Regions from separate parts of the Mus musculus genome. Here region 2 is linked to region 1. Evidence: chromatin contacts called from public promoter capture Hi-C data. All regions are on one chromosome and are shown on one strand. The core of a region is the stretch at or near the end of the contact, and the rest is flanking DNA. Distances in the headings are between cores, read along the strand shown. Region 1 overlaps Mtch2 (mitochondrial carrier 2). Region 2 holds the start of Celf1 (CUGBP, Elav-like family member 1).

What was found. Promoter capture Hi-C pulls out the DNA fragments that hold promoters and counts their contacts.
Region 2: a contact with region 1 is called in a promoter capture Hi-C map of 3T3-L1-derived adipocytes, with 2.6 times the contacts expected there. The contact joins the promoter of Celf1 here to the enhancer-like site in region 1. A contact is called at or near these places in 17 of 39 promoter capture datasets (the 3T3-L1 cell line, 3T3-L1-derived adipocytes, the C10 cell line and 11 more), 2 of 15 datasets of contacts at CTCF or cohesin (embryonic stem cells and pro-B cells), 10 of 484 Hi-C or Micro-C datasets (the G1E-ER4 cell line, cardiomyocytes, cerebral cortex and 5 more), 7 of 115 datasets of contacts at active chromatin or transcription factors (the 230-238 cell line, the SCID.adh cell line, bone marrow-derived macrophages and 3 more) and 3 of 9 other capture datasets (adipose tissue, liver and pancreatic islet).

Annotation. Positions count from the first base shown.
Region 1 is chr2:90,866,377-90,873,416 of GRCm38.p6, forward strand. It overlaps Mtch2 (mitochondrial carrier 2), which reads left to right. Exons shown (of 13, transcript NM_019758.3): 13 at 1-434. Among named protein-coding and RNA genes, the nearest start is that of C1qtnf4, 16 kb to the right of the region's middle. Within about 2 kb of position 4,080, at least 110 of the 459 cell types and tissues checked have an H3K27ac peak or open chromatin away from gene starts, as enhancers often do. A contact at or near this core is called in 3T3-L1-derived adipocytes, the G1E-ER4 cell line, adipose tissue and 7 more, where this site is marked.
Region 2 is chr2:90,936,633-90,943,672 of GRCm38.p6, forward strand. It overlaps Celf1 (CUGBP, Elav-like family member 1), which reads left to right and starts at 3,765. Exons shown (of 14, transcript NM_198683.2): 1 at 3,765-4,009.

The DNA.
Region 1 (7,040 bases), core at 2,830-5,329:
TTCTGTCAATGCAGCAGAGGCCATGATGTTAGGTAGTGTGAGCGCGCAGGGTCTTCTCCCACTCAGGGTTAGGGATGCGACCAGAAGCTCATGAGTAGCTTAGTTTGAAATGTCTTTGATGTCAAAAGTACTTTGTCTCAAAAGTAATGTAAATTTTATATTCTATTCATTATTATCTGCATCTGTTTTAATATAAAATGTGTTTTGCATTACCTACTCTTTTCTCCCAGAAAAAAAGTCAAGTAAAGATGATGTAGGAAAATGCACCATGCTTAGCCTGCTGCTTCTGTACACATATACGCTCCCCGGTTCTGAGCACCGCTGGCTGTGAGAACCTGTCCACCACCAGAGGGCAGCAGAACTTTGGTTGTGCCTGTGCATCTGGCCTGCTGAATGGTCTAGGATTGCTCAGTGAAAATTAAAAGTCTTATTTCTAGAGGTGTGACTTAGTGGTAGAGCACTTACCTAACAGAAGCTGGTAACTGGGTTCTAACTGCAGATCAGAAAAAATGGGGGCAGTGATACAAACTCAAAACCAGGGGGATACAGGCAGGAAGGTCAGGAGTTCACAGATCATCCATGACATAGCAAGTTTGAAGCTAACTTAGATTACATAAAGATGCTATATCAAAAAGCAGATACTAGCTGAGTGTGGTGGCACATGCCTTTAATCCCAGCACTTGGAAGGAAGAGGCAGGCAGATTTACATAGTGAGCTATAGACCAACTAAAGTTACATATTGAGAACCTGTCTCAGAAATGAGTCCTGTTCCTGTCTATAATCCTGACAGTTTAGGAGGTTGAAGCATAGAGGATCACAGCCTGAGGTCAGTCTGAGTTATGTAGACTCTGTCTCAAACAGTCACAATGCCTCATGGCTGAAATGCCAGCACCAAAGAAGGCTAAGAGGAGAATTGCAGTTGAGTTCTTGGTCTCTAGCACTTTCTCTAGATTGTTTTACTGGTCTGCAGTGTTCTGTTGTGAGATAAGCTCTCAAAATAATAGCTTAGTTGTCTTTGACTTTCTGATATTCCCAAGGGTTGGAATCAGCCTGGCCACAGCTGGTTTTAAAATGACCTAGCTTAGTTTAGCTGAGGCAGGGTCTTTCTGTGTGGCCCATGCTGGCCTCAGCCTCCATTTGCTGGGATTATAGTTTGACAGTGCTCAGCTCCCTATTGGGCTTTCTAGAAGAACTAGCTGGAGTGGGCTGGGTGGGGCAACACCAACAGTTAAGAAGGCTCACAGTTGCAGGGGACCTGAGTTCCCTTTGCCAGCACTCAGACTAGGTGGCTCAAAGCTCTCTTAACTCCAGTCCAGAGCCTCTGCCCTCAAACTTAAGACATCATCCCCCTCTGCCTCTAGAATGTTGGAATTAGTGGTGTTTGCCACCTGGCCCATTTCTTTATTTCTTTTTTTAAAGACTATATTTCTAGGGGAGATAAGAACTTGACCTTCCATTAGTTGTGCTTACATGAGTTTTGAGAAATCTTAAGGGCCTAGTAGTGTGTGTGTGTGTGTGTGTGTGTGTGTGTGTGTGTGTGTGTGTGTGTGTTTGTATGTGTGTGTTAAAAGTCTGCTCACGGGCTGGAGAGATGGCTCAGTGGTTAAGAGCATCGACTGCTCTTCCGAAGGTCTTGAGTTCAAATCCCAGCAACCACATGGTGGCTCACAACCATCCATAATTAGATCTGACGCCCTCTTCTGGTGCGTCTGAAGACAGCTACAGTGTACTTAGATATAATAATAAATAAATCTTAAAAAAAACAAGTCTGCTCACACTAACCTAGCCTACCACTGTCTCACGGCCATGTCTCAGAAGTGACAGGGTCCAAAATCACTTGTCTACAACCATTTAAGTACGATTTGTATTAAAACATCTGCTCTGGAACAAACTTGCCACAACCCTGAAGAACATCTTCAAATAGATCCTGATAGTTACAGGGAAATCCGGGCAGAGGACAGACTTGGAGGACAGCAAGACAAAGCAGTTATATAAGAGCAGGGTCGTGAGGGTACAAACTGACACTAAGCCTCCAACTCTCCAATTGAAACTATGTGGCACCAACCTCTACCTCAGAAAGGCAGCCAAAAGAGTTCCCTAGAAAAGCCAGGTTTCCATGGCAAATGTCAGGTACTGCATCTGCTTCCGAGGAGCAGGAAGTGCCAAAGGTTAGGTAAGGACAAGACCCAGCATTGCACATTCTCTATCCAGTCTGGGACCCTGCCTTCCTGGTGGCAGAAGGACTGATGAGAATGTCTTTTGGCTAAAAACAAAGGAGAGGGGTGAGAATGGGAGCAGCCATGCATTGTCCTGCTCACTTGCCCCTGGAATTCAATACCAGCCTACCCCTCTGCACAGCAGAGGACAGAAGTCCTGTGGTAAATATTCTTGTCTTCCATGGTGTTTCCTGTCCACTGAGAGATGCACAAATGATAAGATCATGAAAAGTCTAGTAGGGAATAAAGATGGCTCATCAGGTAAAGACATCTGATGTCAAGCATGAGTTCAGTCTTGGGACCACGTGTGGCATGGCGTGTGCTCCATACGCCGTACATGCACAATGAAGGAATGTTAGATTAGTTGAAACCATATGTAAAATGTGCTCTCCCTGAGCTCTGAAACACTGCTTACTGCTGGCGGAGTGGTACAAGCATCATGGAGTCACAAGAGGGATGGATAGTTCATATCTAGCCGGGCAGTCATTAAACATTTAATGAAGGCGTGACATTGGTTTCTTCAGTATTTAAGTTGTGTGTTCATGCAGCTGGAAATGGGGAGACGGTCTGCTAAGGCTGTGAATACATATAGAAGCCAGAGGATGACCTGTAGGAGTCAGTTCTCTCCTTTAAGAACATGTCAGAGATTCAACTCCAGTCACCAGGCTTGGCAGCAAGTGCCTGTACCCACTGAGCCATCTCTCTGACCGAGTTGTTTTTTAAAACCAGAGACAGGATGGTGGAATGGGAGCAGTCTCTAGCTCTGTCACCAGCTGTGGGGTTTTAGATCAGTTACTTGTGGTTCTTGCTCGGTTGGTTTGGGGTTTGGTTTTGTTTTGGGGGGGTTGTTTGTTTTTTGGGGGGGAGTTTTTTGAGACAGGGTTTCTCTGTATAGCCCTGGCTGTCCTGGAACTCAATTTGTAGACCAGGCTGGCCTTGAACTCAGAAATCCGCCTGCCTCTGCCTTCTGAGTGCTGGGATTAAAGGCGTGCGCCACCACACCCGGCTCTTGGTTTTGATTTTATGGAGCTGTTAACTGAATCCAGGGTTTGTGCATACAAGGCAAACATTCTACAATTGAACTATAAGTTAAAGCTTTAATCCTCTTGAATTCAACCTTCTCATCTCTAAAATAAGAAATAATGCTTACTGGAGTATTAAATCAAGTATATGGGTCCAGTTAGCATTTGGTGCGTTGTAGCTATTACTGCTAGGATAGGGGATATTTTACAGATAACAGCAAAGTCAATAAAATTCATAAAGGAGTTGAAGAGCAGCGGGACTGCTTCTCTGGCTGTCCTACCCTTTCTTCAAGGCCATTGAAGGAACACCTGGAGCAGAGACCAGCACATTCTACTATTCAGCAGACACTTGTTGGATATGTGTCCAGCTGTCTCCGCACAGACCTGCCTGAGTGTCTCACAGAATCCCACACTGAGTTACATAGTAGCCTCTGTTCCCAAGCCTGTAGCAGTATTTCTGCTCTCCAAGTTTCTAAGACATGTTATCAACACCCTGTTTCCTAAGGCAGAAACCCTGGAGTCCTCTCTGCCCTGCCTCTCTTCAGAAAAATCACCCTAGGTTCTCAGGAGTGCTGCCTCAGAGGTGTGTCTCCTATCTTTTCTGTCCACCGAGGGAGGACAGAAGGTAGATAAGCCTCAGGCTAGCTCTGTTGTGGCTAGGGCACAGGAGTCTCTTGCAGTTTTATCTACCCTAAGGGCCATGGGTGGTATCTTTTTCTGACCCACAGCTCTCAAGACTTCTCCCTGCCTTCTTTTCATCCTGCAGCCTGAGCCCAAGCCCCACAGGCACAGGTCCGCAGCCTCTGCTCTATGTTTGTCCGCCAGCAGCTGCTATCTGTGTTATCTTCCATGCAGCCTTTGTGCAGGAGGAGCTGGGCTGAGAGACAGGGCTATTTATAAATGGAAAGTGGGTGTAGAGTTCTGCAGTCACAGATGTTTTAAACAGCCTAATTCCTCCTCGCCTCTTTGAAATTCCTGTCCACCCCCTCATTGCCTAACTTTCCCCAAATCATCTACATTTCTGTCCTCCCCTTGGTCAGAGCCACAAAGGAAAAAACAAAACAAAACAATAAAAATTCAGCTACAGAATAAAGCTAAGGGTGGGGACAGTTCACCAAGAATGTAAGACCCATGAGAACCCCTGAGCTAAGTGGAGTCCAGGTACACACATGTGTTAGCAGTGGCCCCACAATCCAGGTAATATCCCCAGTTTCCAAATGAGAAAACAATTACAAAAAACGATGTAAATTTGTTAGTAAGCACCAGAGAGGTAGAATTCACATCTGGGTGTAACTGATGATAATGTGGGAGGAACCAGACACAGAGTGAGACATGGAAGCCAAATCCCTTTGGAAGGATATCTTGGACCACCTAGCCACATTCCAGTGGCTATATAGCAGTGGACTGGAGACACAGCTAGTGCTGCAGCCACTATAATCTCCCCCAGCTAAACCAGTGGTTCTCAACCTTCCTGATGCTGTGACCCTTTAATACAGTTCCTCATGTGTGGTGACCCCCAATCATAAAATTATTTTCATTGCTGCTTCATAACTGTAATTGTGCTACTGATGTGAATAGTAATGTAAATATCTGCTATACTGGATATTTGATATGCGATTCCCATGATCCAGAGACAAATTAGGGGAACCAATGGCAATCGCTGCAGCCCCCCTCTGGCTGCCTGAAGCTTCTCTCCTAAACTTCCTTCTGATCATGAAAAGGGACACCTGGTGCTGTCAGTCAGTAAGCCAGGAACCACAGCCAGACTTGGCACCTATAATTTCAGCACTTGGCAGGCAGAGGCAGAACTATTGCCTTAAGATTGAGGCCAGCCTAGGCTATGGTGTGAGACTTTGTCTCAAAAATCAGAAAGAGGGGGAGCTAACTTAAGAGGAAAGGGCATGGTGGGGAGAGACTGAATCGATGCTTAAATGAGTTAAGGAAGTCAGAGAAAAGTTATCTCGAATTTAGAAACTAGATGGCAATGTGGTACAAATAGTATAGGAAGGTCTAAAGAAGAAATGAGGACATGCCATTTGCAGAAAGTCTCTCAGTGGGAGAAAGGAGGACAGAACCAAAGACGCCAGCCTAGCATCACAGAGGGTGTAACTAACACTATTTAAAAGGCATAAGAGCTGGAAGGAAAGGTGAGTCCTTGGAAATCAGGGCTCTCAAAAGGACAAACATATCCCTGACTTATTTTCAGTGTCAGGCGAGTGAGCCGAGGACTGGGCTCCTCTTGGGAATAAACTGGCAGTTGTCAGGGAAGGCCGGGTACTCAGCCTAGCTGTTCCTCATTGTCCCTGGGGAAACATTGCTAAGCCAAGCAGAGGAAAGGCATGGTTTAGAGAAGGCAATGAAACCCTGCACAGGAAGAAATAATGAGAGAAAGCTAAGGTACCTAGTCATTCCAAATGAGCTGCAAAACCAGGGTGCTGAGGAGCCCTTGAGATAAGTCCCAGGAAAGGGTCACAGTGGTGTGGCAGAGAAAGCCCAAACATTAGAGAAATATGTAAAGCTGACTCTGAAAACACCTGGTGGGTATGTCTTTACTGTGTCCTCCCACCCCCAAATTTATTGTAGTATTATATATGACACTAGCTAGGTTCTGAGTTTGGAAACCTAAAGAAATGATTTGGTGTTTTCACAAAGAATAAAGATGATGAAAATGATAATACCAATGGTAAATGCTATCCTTAAATAGTTCCCTGTTTCTAGCTAGACACCCCCCACACCTGGCTCATTCCTGGGAGAGCAAGGAGCTCAGAGATGACCCAGTCTGTGGCCTTTGCCTATTTAACCCCTTCTGCCCTTCACCCCGGTAGGTTAACCCACCTGTGCTTATCCGGGGAGAAACCTCTGTTTGGAGAGATTAGTAGGTCATCAGTGGTGCTGCCTCTATCGTATTTACACGCAATACCACTCTGGGAGAGAAATCTCATATTTGGGTGTCAGAGTCAAGCTTTTAAAATCACTTAACCCAGTAGAACGTTAAGAACGAAGGTTATTGTGGTCTGAATAAGAATGAGCCCCATAGGCTCACATATTTGAATGATTAGTCCCCAGGGGTAGCACTATTTGAAAGGATTGGAAGGATTAAGAGATGTGGCTTTGTTGTAGGAAGTATGTCACTGGGGGTGGGCTTTTGCTTGTTTGATTTTTCTTTCTTTTTTTTTTTAAGATTTATTTAGTTATTTTATGTATATGAGTACACTGTCAGTGTCTTCAGACACACCAGATGACGGCATCAGATCCCAATACAGATGGTTGTGAGCCACCATGTGGTTGCTGGGAATTAAACTCAGGACTCCTGGAAGAGCAGCCAGTGCTCTTAACTGATGAGCCATCTCTCCAGTTTTTTGTTTTTCAAGGCAATGTTTCTCTTTGTAGTCTTCGATGTTCTAGAACTCACTCTGTAAAATAGGCTGGCCTCACACTCCCCTGTCTCTGTCTCCTGTGTGCTCAGATTAAAGGTGTATGCTACCACCACCCAGGTAAGGTTTGTTGTGGTTTTTTGTTTTGTTTTTTTTTTGTTTTGTTTTGTTTTGTTTTGGGGGGGCATCCCTGGGAGTGTACTTTGACATTTCAAAAGCCTATACCAAACCCAGAGTCTCTGTCTGTCTCTGTCTGTCTCTGTCTTTCCATGTGTGTCTCTCTGTCTCTCTCTGTGTCTCTGTCTCTGTGTCTCTCTGTGTCTCCTCTCTGTCTCTCTGTCTCTCTCTCAATCTCTCTCTCTCTGTCTCTGTCTCTCTCTGTCTCTCTGTCTCTCTGTCTCTCTCTCTCTGTCTACGTCTCTGCCTTT
Region 2 (7,040 bases), core at 2,515-5,014, 70 kb after region 1:
ATTGTAACAAAACCCATGAGTTGTTGGGGCAGGGAACATGGAACTCTTTTTATTTATTGGTCCCACCCTGAGGGTCCTAGTCTGCCTGCTCCTCTGGCCCCAACCTGAACACTTTTTCTGAATCATTTAGCATCTGTCTTCTGGGGGACCTCCTTCCCAGGTTTACTAATCTTCAGGTGAGGGTGACTGAGAGCCTCTCAGCCTTCATTCCCACCACTGGAGATCTCAGGCAATCTTCATCCTGATTCCCATGCTCCTGGATCTTGGGATAGCTGGCAGTCCTAGAATTGGGACCGTTTCCCTTATCACAGGTGACCAAAACTGCAAGACCCTGGGGAATCAGATCGACAGGGACTTAGCCACCTTGGGAAAAAAAAAATCTCTCAACCACCTGACCTCCTCCTTAGATTCACTGGTATAAGTGGTCTTACAAATCAGGAGGTGCTTTGACCTACTCTTTAGGTAACAAGGAGGCCCTGGTGTAGCTCTAGGGGAGCAATGTTGTATCTATGCCAATCATACTGGAATAGTTAAGGAGAACCTAAGCTTGGTAAGACAGGTTGAAAGAGAGAGCTAGATTGGCTAAACAAGGGTGATTAGAGTCCCTCTTCAACTGGTCACCCTGGGTCTTTAGTAACCGGGCTGAGAGGCCTTCTAATAGTTATTCTGTTGATAATGCTATGAACCCTGTTAAGGCCTAGGTAAATGTTACCTGGCTAGCCTGCCATCATAAGGAAACTTTCTCATAAGTTTCTGCTGTTACTAGGAAACTTTCTCATGTCCAAGTTGATTACATAGTCTGTTATGTTCTGTGCCCTTAGAAACCGATCATGATGGAAGTCACAACTGCTTTGTCTAGTTACCCACAGTAAGCTTGGATCCAAACAACCACCCAGCAGCACTTCTTGCCCCTGTGTATGAACTTTTATGGTATTTGCGCTTATAAGCTGCCACTGGCATGGACACCAACATAAGAGAGACACCTGCACTAATATAAGAAACCATTTGGAATAAGACTTCCATTTTGAGTAGGGGTTGAGTTAAGTTTAAGTTCCCAAGGCCTCCCTAGGAACTGACATCCTAGTTTCCAGAAAGAGACATGTACGTGGGAACGGCAAGTTAAGACATGAATGTTAGACAAGTCCTAGCCTGGTAGACAAGTTAAGACATGAATATTAAACAAGGCAGGTCCCCTGTCACAGCTGAATATTCCAACCAATGGGAACAGCATAAGAGTAACAAAGCCATGTTCCTACAGAAACCCCTATCCCTAAGTCTTGATTGGTGGAATAACTTGGCGCAGATGTTTGTATATCTCAGGCTTAAGAGCCTTGTAGGAACTTGGAGTCATGGTTCAGCTCTTGAGCCTGAATTGTGTCCCTTGTTGATCAGTCCTGGGCTGTGATATAAACTATCCCAAGTTGACTGAGATTGGTGTCTAAGTGATTTGTGCAGTGATTCCCAGACCCCAACACACCCTTTGCCTATAAAATTTCATTTCTCACTTTGTGCGAGTTAGGATAAATGTTGTTAAGCTCATGGTTCCAAAGACCCAATGTAACCCCTTATATACTGACCAAGAGTTATGACATCAAAGGTTTCATGCGTTACAAGGAAGAGGAAGAAATGTTGGGGGCCATAGCTACAGAGATTCCATCTTGTATATAGTCTCCATTTCATACTAAGCTAAATTCCCAGGAACAGCTCAAATGTTCTGGATAAATCCAAGCCACTGTATCCTGCTCCAAACATCACTGGCTGGCCTCAATCCAGGCCAAGCTATCAAGTAAACCACCCGAGACACTTATTATGCAGGAAGCCACCTAAAATACCAGGTGTGAAAAACCCAATGTATTCGTGAATCTGGTTGGATGCCCCCTACCCCACGTAGTCTGTGGAGTTTTGTCTTTAAAAGTTGTTCTGGGGCTGAAGAGATGGCTCAGCAGTTAAGAGCACTGACTGCTCTTCCAGAGATCCAGAGGTCCTGAGTTCAATTCCCAGCAACCACTGTAATGGGATGCCCTCTTCTGGTGTATCTGAAGACAGCTAGAATATATATAATCTTTTAAAAAGAAAAGAAAAAAGTACAGGAGCAAAAAGTTGTTCTGTTCTGCCCCTGACTGACATAGTTTTGGATCCTGAACCCCGCCGTCTCCCTGATATATCAGCCTTTGAATAAAGTTGAATAAAGAAACATTTTGCTGGCTCAAAACTTGGTTTTCATAGTGGATTATTCCCAAATTCTCAGACCCTAACAACGCAAACATTATTTTCATCATTATCCCTCCAATGAAATAAATTCTCTGCAGTAACCCTAACGACTCTTAGAAATCTTCCATTACCAGCAGGACTAATTTTTTCTCCTAACAGTTATTTTTTTTGCCAAGAGTCTTATTCAAGAACTAGTTAAAAATACCAGTGTTCCATCTTTCATAACCACTCTAATTTTTCCTAACGTATCCATCTATATGCAACTAATTCAAGTTACATCTCTAACTCCATTCCCATCAATCAACAACAAGAAGGTAGAAAACCAATTTGAAAATTGGAACGAACAGGCCGGGTGTGGCGATACACGCCTTTAATCCCAGCATTTAGGGGAGGCAGAGGCAGGCGGATCACCAAGTGAGTTTGAGGTCAGTCTCAGTAACAAGAGGGAGTTCTAAGACAGCCAGAGCTACACAGAGAAACTCTCAAAAAAACAAAACAAACAAAAAAAAAAAAAAACAAAAAACAACCAAAGCTTTACAGTACAATTTAGGTAATTTGATAATGAACAACCTAGGGGCTAATTGTTTTGATCTACATGATTGTTTGTGCCTCTAGCACAGGGGAAAACTCTTGGCTGCTGCTTGGGGCAGGGGTGGGGGCTGCCTTAGTGAGTGTGGTAGGGTAGGGTAGGGTATAACCGGCATTTGTGGATATATATTTTGCTTTAGGAAGCTAAGTGATAAAGAGAAATAATTGCCAACTCATGAGTAATTTGTAAATTGATGGAGCCCTGACCTCCCAGAACTAAGTTTTCTCAATCTGCATTTCATTGTCTCACATTTCACTGACTTTGTGTAATAAACAACACACTTAATGCGTGAATCCAGCTAGATGCAGGTTAGGAATACCGAATCCTAAAAGGGGGTGCTGGATTCGTAAAAAGTGTTTTAATTGTTATTTTTTTTCCCAAGAAGAGTAGGTTTGGACTGGGTAGTCTCTTAATAGAATACTTAAGAGCTTTCTGGTGCCGCAGGGATTTTTGCCAGATTGCGCATGCATGCAGTTGAACATCTCTGTACAGGCACTTCCCTAACTCTGAAAGCTTGCAACACACATTCCATCAGAAGGAAGGCCTGGATACAGTTGTCTGTATGCTGATGTGCAAAAAGAAAGGGTGTGCCCTGCGTCCAGTGTTAGCCAAGCACCCATCATTCATTCATTCATTCATTCATTCATTCATTCATTCATTCATTCATTCGATATTTATTATGTGTATTTTTCATTGCCAAGCTGCGTTGCTTGCCCGCCAGAGGTGCAGCTAGTGCGGTGCGCAGAGGCAAGAACTTCAGATTCCCAGGCCGGGGTCTTCCCTCCAGTGCAGCTCTGAGACAAAGAGATGCACCCCTACAGCTCCCAGGGCTGAGGGCTCCGCCCGCGGCCCCCAGGGTTTCAGAGCGACTGCTCCTTCACTCCCCGGCCGGAGGGGGCGCTGCAGCGCCGGCCCTCCGCCCGCCCCTGCGCGGCGCTCGGCTCGGCTCGGCGCTGGCGGGCGGCGCCGCGGTGGTACGTTCCCCTTCGCCGCCCGCCCCCTCCGCGGCGGCCCTCCCCGCCGGTGGTAGGTGCCGGAAGTGCCGCCATTTTGGGGTGTTCTGCTCTGGCGGCAGCGGCAGCGGCAGAGGCGGCGGCGGCGGCGGGACGCGGAGGCTCCCCCGGGATTCGGCCTCAGCAGCGAGGCAGCGGCGGCTGCGGAGGAGCAAGGCAGCAGCTGAGGCAGCGGCGGGCTCAGGTGCAGCCGCTGGTGAGTGCGGCGGCCGCAGGATAACGGGCCGCGGGATGAAGGGAGGGAAAGAGAGGGAGGCTGGAGGGAGGCGCCGCGGGGCGGGTCAGGTTCGGGCGGCTACGGGTCACAGGGCCCTCCGGGTGCGGTCGCTCCCGCTTCCCCGCACCCCGGGGACCAGGCCGCGGACTGCTCGGGACTCGGGGGCCCATTCGCGTCCGCCCGGCGCGTGCCCCTGCTCCCAGGGAGACCCGCCCTCCTCGTGGCCTGGCCCCGGCTCCCTTGCCCTTTGCCTCCACTCTCCCGGCCCCGAGGGCTTGCTTCCTGCACCGCACCCGAGTCCTCCTCTCCGGGTCCGCTGGGCGAGATCGCGGCTGTCTACCCGAGACGCCGCTTCCCTGACCCTGTCGCCCCACGTGTTCTTCGTGCCCACCCCCGGGGGTGTCCTAGATTCCCGCCCCTAGAAGGCAGCGCTCCTCTCGATCCTCCGGAGCTCTTGCAGTTCTCGCCCTGGGGCCGCTTTGGCTCGCCCTACCCCCCACATCAGGTGCTCGCTCGCCCAGTCAAGGCCTAGTAGCAGGGCTCGAATCTCGCACCCAGGAGCGGGGACGGCTCTGGAGGGTGCCTTCTTCGCTAGGTCCCAGGCTTTGGATTTAAAGTCGGTAGTGGTGTCTCGGTTGTGGTGGTTCTGACAGGATGTTGTTTTAATTTTCTCCGACCATTGCATATGCTTTTTAAGGAGCTTCTCATTGGTTTAGAGACTGATTCCGGGGAGAAAGTGTGAGATTTTGGTCAGAGCTTGGTTTAGCACAACAGAATCTCTTTCTGGTGCTCAGAGTTAATGCTGTATATAAAAGCTGTTGAACAGTTTTAAAGAGCATAGACTCTGTTGATAATGTCTGCATTGTTAGGAGGTTACAAACACCCTTTGCACACACTTAAAAGGAACTTAACCTTTAAAAGATCTCTTCTCTGTCTTCTAGTCTCTGAGTTGAAGAGGTTTGAATTGCACTTTTTCACTTTTTCCAGTTTGTTTCTTTTTAGATCCTTAGAATGACGGTGTCTTCAGATGGAATTGCTTAGAGTTCTTTTTGGTTTTGGCATTAACAAGTGTACTTGGAAAATCATGGAGGTTAGAATGGACCAACTGCAACGGCACTGATTTTTTTTTTCTCTCTATACTAGTTTTTATATTAGTAGTTTTATTGCCTGAGAGTGTGGTTTCTGATCATGACCTAGGGAGGATTGAAAGCCATGCTTATGGTAAAGCAAAGCTGGGATTTGCAGCTGTTACTTTAGCTGGCAAGCTTATGAGTTCTCTTGGTTTCTTCTTCTCCACCACCTGTTTCTCTTAAGAATGGCTCTTGGCTCCAGAGCCTACGTCTCCATCCTCTCATTCATTCTTACCCTTTGGGTTTTCTTTTCCCAAGGATCCATTAGCAAGAGGGGCTGTTACAGTTGAAAGGGTTGCTTTTTTTTTTTTCTTCAGTGCTTTGGCTTTCTCACAAAGGAAAGTGACTTATTTGCCCAAGGTTATTATAGCAAGTGCTTTTAAAACATCTCCCACCAAAGGTTTGCTTGCTTTGCCTTTGTAAAAAAAAATTCACAACACTATCACACTATCATGAGCAATGATGCAGATTTAAGATGTGATGGAATGGCAAGGGCTCTGGGCTTGAAGTTAGAAAATCTACACAATTTTCAAATCTTTTTGCAGTAGGTTACTAGTTGGTCAAGTCATTCTTTTATTATGATCCTTGTTTTAATCTCCACAATCCTCTAGAAATTGGTGTCCATTAGTGTTAGTTAACCAATGATTGTACCTGTGGGCTGCTGGGCAGATAGTGAAAATTGGAGCCAGAATGACTTATGTTCTAAAGATGTCTGCATACTTTTCTTGTTACAGAAGTTGCAGATTCATTATAAAACATACTGGTAATTCAAATGGGAAAAAAATCTTACCTTTCGGAGATTGTTGTTAAAATGGGTGTGTATGTGTACAACTTTACCCTGTGGGCCCCTCCAACCCCCCCAAGACAGGGTCTTCCTATGAAGTCCTCACTGGCCTACATCCCAAGTGCTGGGATTACGGTGTATACTGCCGCATCTTTCCAACTTTGTCTTCATCACTTTAGCCTTCTTTTGTCAGTGTGTGTTCTTTTGTGTTACTGGGAATGCAGCTCTTGGCCTCCCACAGTTGATAGGCATGCTGTCTTCCACTGAGTTTTTTCCCTAGTCCACATCCTTTTCTTTTTTTCCTAGGGGTAGGATCTTCATTTTCTACAGCTCAGGCTGACCTTGAAATTCCCTGTAATTCTACCTCAGTTTCCCAAGTGCTGGACTACTGGTCTATGCCACCATGCCTGTCTTGTACATGGTGGAGAAGCATTTATTATTTACCAAAGTAGACTTATCCTAATCAGCTTGGTTGTGTTGTCCCCTTCCCCCATCTTGAATTCCTGACCTCTTGCCCCGTCTCATAAGTTATAGAAAAACAAGTGTGTCACTACGCCTGGCTGTGATGTAGCTTTAATAGTAGGTGGTAGGCTTTACTAGCCATGTTTTATTCTTAAGTATATGGTGTTTCATCAGCTTGTTTGTATAACACATGCATACTGCCCAGGAGGGTCAGAAGAGAATGCTGGGACCCCCAGGAGTTGGAGTTAGAGAAATTGTAGGAGATGTGACTCGGATTCTCTGAGCCATCTCTCCAGCTCCCAGCCACACTTTAAATAATTTTAAGTAATGATCTGTAGTATAGTTTCTGCTCACAAGAGATAGGCCAGTAGATCCTCCACTCAGCATAGGAGCAGAAGAATCCCTCATTTAAAGATGTGGGTCAGAAGAAAGAGTAAGACAGGAAATTAACAGAGACCTATTGTATATATGTCCACTTTGTGTGTGTGTGTGTGTGTATGCTCTAATAAGAAGTAGGTTGTAGATGGTAGCAGTAGTGGATACCTTGGGGGAAAGACAGCTCTCACCTAGAGGAAGCAAGAGCATAGGCTTCTCTGTGCAGGGATTTTGGTCTTCCCAACAGATAGATCTGTAC